Regions from separate parts of the Drosophila melanogaster genome. Here region 2 is linked to region 1. A link is a contact called in public Hi-C data. All regions are on one chromosome and are shown on one strand. The core of a region is the stretch at or near the end of the contact, and the rest is flanking DNA. Distances in the headings are between cores, read along the strand shown. Region 1 holds the start of kibra (kibra,). Region 2 holds the start of Xrp1 (Xrp1,).

What was found. Hi-C and Micro-C count contacts between places; a contact is called where the count stands out from the background.
Region 2: a contact with region 1 is called in a Hi-C map of the Kc167 cell line, with 2.7 times the contacts expected there. The contact joins the promoter of Xrp1 here to the promoter of kibra in region 1. A contact is called at or near these places in 2 of 107 Hi-C or Micro-C datasets (the Kc167 cell line and eye imaginal disc).

What each region holds. Positions count from the first base shown.
Region 1 is chr3R:14,722,777-14,726,209 of dm6, reverse strand. kibra (kibra,) reads left to right here and starts at 1,949. Exons shown (of 9, transcript NM_001300400.1): 1 at 1,949-2,899. The coding sequence starts at 2,637. It overlaps CG7530, which reads left to right. Exons shown (of 6, transcript NM_169599.2): 4 at 63-170; 5 at 280-753; 6 at 821-1,450. The coding sequence ends at 1,051.
Region 2 is chr3R:18,913,294-18,916,726 of dm6, reverse strand. Xrp1 (Xrp1,) reads right to left here and starts at 1,759. Exons shown (of 5, transcript NM_142504.4): 1 at 802-1,759.

The DNA.
Region 1 (3,433 bases), core at 700-3,199:
TTATCGGCTTGGAAAATTTTGTATTTATTTGGAATGTTTATTCACTTGTGCTTTCGATACAGGCCCCCAGTCACCTGAAGTTCAACCCGTACATTCGTCGCGGATACCGCACCTTTCTACCTTCCACAAAAATGTGCCTGCAGAGCATTTTCTGGTGGACCAATGAGACGGTAAGATTGCCACACTAGAATGATACTCCATTCCAATTGGAGCTACAATAGTTTTCCTTAAACTCTATTCCCTATTATTATAACATTATTATTGCTATATTTTTCATAGATCAACATCTGGAGCCATCTGGCCGGTTGCATCCTGTTCATTGGACTGACCATCTTCGATCTGCAGTTCCTGCGCCTCCACGCCTCCCTGAGCGACCAGGTGCTGGTGGTCTGCCTGCTGGTCTGCTTCTGTCTGTGCATGCTGATGTCCGCCATATACCACATCTTCTCCTGCAAATCGGAGGAGCACTACGAGCTCTTTCTGTCCGTTGACTTCCTGGGCATTTCGCTGTCGCTGGTGGCCATCTATATCAGTGGCATGTACTATGCCTTCTGGTGCCACACCTTCCTGCGCACCCTGTACTCCACGATTGCACTGGGCATGTTCGCACTGGCCATTGCCGTGCAGATACCCCGTTTGAATGTGTCCATGAACGGCAAGGTGGCGGTGCTGCTACTCTGGTCTGCCTATGGAATCATACCTCTGGGCCACTGGGCGGTGGCCATGGGCGGTCTGGAGAACGAGCTAGTCAGGGTAGGCATCAGTTGGAAATTTATGGAATCTTGTCATTTGCTAATCCATCAATCATTACCATTTGCAGCTGATGGTGCCCCGCATCGTGCTCATGTACTTGCTCTGCCTCGTCGCCTTCGTTTTCTATGCGGCCAAGATTCCGGAGCGCTGGTTCACCGGCAAGGTGGACTTCGTTGGGCATTCGCACAACTGGTGGCACCTGATCATCGTGGCCGCCTTCTATCACTGGCACAACACCGGACTGGTCTATGCCGAGTATCGCCTGAATAACGGATGCACTGCACCAGTTCTCTCCTAGAACTTGAAGATCCGAACATCTGAGTTAAGATCCGAAGATCCGAGGAGCGGAGATGGAATCCGGGACTCTAGTAGACTAAAGCTTAGTGTAAATAGTTTATGGGGCGCTCTTTATCCGCTAATAACTAATATTTAGTTGTAGTTGTTGACCGATATGATTAATTTATGTTTAATTTACCAATTAGTTAGGGTTTCGTGTTAGACAATCCAGATCCAGATAGTTGGCATCGCATAAGCGGCAAAAAGGTTTCTCTCTTTATATCCTAATTGATTTCCTTTAATATATACAATTAAACAATGTCAATGAAATTGCATGTGTCTTGAGCTGAAGCTGTGTTAGTCTTGTTGACTCAATTTTTACAATTCATAAAATGCAAATACAATATCAAACGTACAAAGCAAGCGAAATTGTGGTTTTATTGAAGTTATGTTTCGGAAACATAATTTATTTTTCTATCTATGGTTGGGATACATATTGATTTCGAAATGCGTAACTCAGTTTACAGTCTTTTTTTTTAAATTTTTTCTTTTTCTGTTTTTAAAATGTAACGGAAATGTTAGGATTAAGATAACAGTAATTGTTAACAGAGCGAGTTAACATGATCTATCGGAACTGGCTTTGATTAACATCGCTTGAAGAACCGAACTAGTTCCTGTTACCAAGCCGATCTTTGAACGTACAACTCCTATTTTCTTCCCTCAACAATTACACCTATGCTTGGGGACTACACAAGCCAAATAACAATAAATACTTTTCGTGCATGATTGTTAAATATCGCATCTCTGCAACCGCGTCAATACAGCCTATAATATCGATATCAACCAATACATCGAATAACATCGCCGCGAGTGTATCGATATGCAATGCGATGTTTTCTGCTACACCACTAGCAGCGAATGTTACCAAAACAAATTCCGAATCCGAATCGGACGGTCATCAAGCGCGCTACTCGTGTTTTTTGCTGCTCCCCCAAGGAATTCCGGAACCGAAGAGATCGGCGACGGCGCGAACTCACTAAACTGAAGTACATATTTTTTTGTGAACACCAAGTGGATGGTTGGATTATCGTCGTTAATTAGTTTCAATTAGGCGAAAATAAGAAAATAAGTAAAGGAGTTCAAACGCTTGCAACAACAAGAAATGAAAAGAAGCAGCACCAACTGTGAGCAGTGATCGTGTGCGCTTGTGTTCGTCCCCCATATGTGTGCGTGTGTTTGAGCTGGAATGGAATGCAGTTACGAAAAAAGTAAATAAATAATTGAGAGCGCGCCCGCGCTCTCCCGCTCTCTCTCCCCTGCGCGCGTGTGTATTCGAGTTGGCTCGGTGTGTGCCTCTACGCCCGTCACCGTGTGGCCGTGTTGTGTGTGTGTGTGTGCGGGTCGGTCTCCATTATCGCCGGAGCAAAAGAAACGGAATTGAAATGTCTTTGCTAATGTAAACAGCGCAAAGAGAAACCCCCCGAAAAAAGAAGCAAACGTAGATAGCAATAGCGAAAAGAAAGAAAAGGCGCGCGTCGGGTGAAAAATCCAGCAACAACGACGTTTTCTCAGACTAACCAAAGTACACGGCGAGAAACAAAGTTAAAATGCCGAATCTGCAACAAACCGCATCGCAATCGCAGCATCATCTGCATCCCCACCACCTGCGACCCCAACAGCAGCAACAGCAACATCATCATCATCATCAACAACAGCAACAACAACAACACACGCATCATCAGCAGCAGCAACAACACCACAGCGACTTCCCACTTCCCGATGGCTGGGATATCGCCAAGGATTTCGATGGCAAGACCTATTACATAGATCATATCAACAAGAAGACCACCTGGCTGGATCCCAGAGATTGGTAAGTGTTCCGGAAAGGGTCAATTAAAGAAACGAAATTGAAACAAGGGCGATCTGAAATATAATTATAAGATATTTGCATTTGGAAAGTTAGTTTAAACTTATTAAAACTACTAGAACAATTATCAGAAATGAGGCATACATAACGAATGACCAAACCAACAGGTTGTGTTTTAAATAAGTTATAGATGCTTTAACATCGCAAACTATCAAGAGTGCTTATAAACCCCAATTGCTGCTTAATGGCTAATAAGTGAAGCAGATAACTCATTGAGAATCAAATTAAAATAGAATAAAATTCTTGGCAAGTTGTTAGTGGCTTAAGAAGGCATAAAACGCAGGTGAGAGATCAGCAGTTCACTCATTCAGGAAGCTCCGGCAAACGAGCTAAAAAAAAAACCCATATAAATTCCGATTCCGAAGCGCTCTTGAACCGGAAAGAAAAGGTGCGTGCTGCAGCTGTGTGTGTAAAGGAATGCGATCGGTGGAGGCGAAATGAAGCAAAAAAAAAAAAGAAAAATAAAAGGAAAATAAA
Region 2 (3,433 bases), core at 510-3,009, 4.2 Mb before region 1:
TCTTGGAATATCGAAGACGACCATCAACAATGGACGCCCTCAGTTGGCAAATTAACAAAATAAATGGCCAACACGTAGCGATTCGTTCAATCTTTTCACGATGAGTGCGCATTTTTCGATTCCACGAAATGGGAATGGAAAGGTAGGGCGTTTTGCATGTGTAGATGAATAGCAATTGATCTACAAAGCCCCTTCCTTGTTCGATTTGATTATCTTATCTTATCACTTTTATCTGAAACGTGATCTACATATGTACATACAATATAGTGTGGTGGTAGCTAAAAGTGTATGACTAAGTTTAAAGTGATTTTTTGCAACAAGCAGTTGTCTGGCATATCCAAAAATGTGTTTTTTTAAGCTGTTTCGGTGTGCTCAGTCTCTAAAGTTTTAAATTAGTAAAGCCAAAGATTTTTGTATCTTCCCTACCATATATGCATGAATGTCTGTAACTCAACAGGTCACCATTATTAATTATTTAGTAATCATCCTAAAGATACAAAATTTAAGACTAGTTACTTAACTAATAATATAGAATAAGATATAAGACAGAATCCGGTTTAGAAACCCCATATAAATTTATTATTTTAAGCGTCACGTTTTCACATGTAATCAAAACACCTATCAAAACAACGCCCTACAAAAGTTCACGATTACTATAGGCCTATAGGTAGGTGGCCTCATCTATCTATGTATACTCGACGTGAAGTGTACCCAGTGTCAATGACACCGCCAGCAACAAAGTTGTGGCAACAAATGTTGCTGGCTTTGGGAAAATGAGAAATGTGGCCAGTAGTTGCTTACCCTCCATCATGTTGCTGCCACGTTGAGCAGGTTCCAATGATGACGGCACTAATATGATCTTGATCCTTGTTGCTCCTTATCTCCGGTGACTATTTGACTTATTCGAATCGGTTTCAAAAGAAAGTGCGGCGACTAAAGCGACGGCGGTTAAAGTCACGCTTCTTTCGTAGCAACTTGGAGCGTCGTAGGATCTTAGTGCCCGTAGTGCCACCAGTGCCGGTGCCGATCGTGGAGGTCTCGATATTGATTGAATTGTTGCAATAAAACTTATTGTTATGCCAGCCGCGCATACGCATACACATAAAGTTGTTGAGCATGGGAACCTGCTGCTGCGAATGTTGCACACACATGAAGACAACGACAGGCGAATGTTGCATGACGTTCTTAGGCGACGCGATGTTGGATTTCCCGCTTTTTCTCGACACTGCTGTTGCTGTTAGTGTTGCACCAACCGCAGGCAGAACGAACATAATATTGGGGCAAAATGCCTTTGAAGTGTTTTTCTCTTTTTTTTTCTTTTTTTTTTTTGGTACGGTCAGCTGTTGCTTCAGTGATACCACTTGTGTAGATCGGGCGTATGCTTAATGTACTCGTCAAGTGTTCGTGTTCACAAGCGCTTATCTATATAGCATCTAGATACAACTGTTATCTGAGATACCGAGATACGAAGTATATATAGAAATTGTTTGTTTAATTTTCGCCAATTTATTGCGTCTCTCGCAAATGTTTTTCAGGCTGTTAATCACTCTGAACTTTGCACTCAAAGTTGAGTTTATCTGGTACGTTTTACACGAAAAGAAATTACTGTTCTATGAATAGGATATCTTTGTAACGAGGTTCAGCGTTTGATGCCATTAAGATGGGATTCTAAAACACGTATCGAAAATTTCACAAATTCCACGCTGATTTGCACACCGAAAGCTCTGTCGTTTGCCTTGACTCACTGAATTGTTGTTCTGTTCGCGACGAAGTATTGTTACTAACTGACTCAACTGCGAGCACTGGACGGCAGCCGCTGGCCGGGGTTGATATAATTTTGCTGACGTCGTTGCCGGTTTCATTCACCGCTCCGTCCATATACCCTTTCCCCACCACCAATATATATTCACATATATTCACACACACGCGCTCTCTCAGCTGCTGTGTCTATTTTCTATGGCCGTGCCCCCAAAACATTTCCACGCGGGGATCTTTTTCTCTCATTATTTTTGTGATGCGGAGGATGGGCCACTCGGATAAGTGGGTGCCTCTACTTCTTAGATACTACTCTACTCTAAAACCCTTAGCTGGTTGAAAGCAGCTGAAAAAGGTGTAAACAATGCATTAGCATCAACTGATTTAAGTTCTGAAAAAAAAAAATTTCCATGTGCTATTAACTTGAGGCAAAGTATTACATACAACACAGTTAAGTTAATATAACAAAAAATATATATATTTTCAATAAACTGTGCAAAACGCAGACAGATTATTCATAGCCGTTCATATTATTTGGCTAGCGACAGTCTGAAAATTGCACAGATAGCATTTCGGTCTAAATTGGCTACAATAGATAAGAGAAGCTAAAAAAAAAGAATAAATTTTACTCTGCACCCAGATAATTTAGAAACGTAGATATTAAGGTTGTAAGTAATAGCAACTATGTTTGCTCACAAAGGGTTAATAAACTGGTATTTAATAAAAAGCCGCGAAACTTAAGTATAGTTCAATACTTTGCGTATTTTTTCGCGCCTAAATATTCATTTATATTCATATGATCATTCACAGGATTTTTAATGTAAATGTAAGTATTTATGGTTACATATGTCACCTATGTCCGCTCCAAAAGGTATAGGGCAACTGGTTTGGCAGCCTGCCATGCAGCAACAACAAACAATACAGATTCGCACTCTTTCTCTCCACGTGAGTGAAACTCTCTCTCGCTGGTTGAGATTGGCTGATGCAACACTTGCCACACGTTGCAACAGCTGTTTTAGTCTGGCCCAGCTGATTCGTATTGTTGGCTTGTTGCCAGAGACTGCGAAAATCTCTTGGCAACATGTTGCCACAACTTTTGGAAAACTCATAGTGTTGTTAAACATGTTGGGCGAAATTTTCACACCGGTGCAGGGCAAAAAGGGGGTGGCTTAAACTGTAGCTGGCTGGCTGGCTTAAATTAGCCGGCCGATGATTCATTTTGGGGGTTGTCCACTTACATAAGATGAGCTCACCCAATGTGAAAACTCTTTAGTCGCTGGAAGAAACTGCGCATTTCGACACAGAAAAGCCTAAACAAGCAGAACGAACATTTGTTTTGTAGATTTATAATTTTTCAAAACATACAATCGCATTGCACTTTGCGATTGGCCTTGACACCCTGACGTGGTTCCATTTGGCGACACTGTTCCTGCTTTTATCTTCTCCATGGCGCAAGATAAAATCAGAAAGTACAACGTGTTGATCACCTAATGGCCAGAGTCATGCAAACCAAACTCTTGGTGATTTAAATCTATTTCCATGTCTGTCACAAAAGAATACTGCTTATTATTATATGGCGGGTTATAATTTACCAAAGTACACAAAATGTTACAATACAATACAGTTGAATATATACTAGTTAAATGTACATATGTTTTATAACAGCTCATTGGCTGTG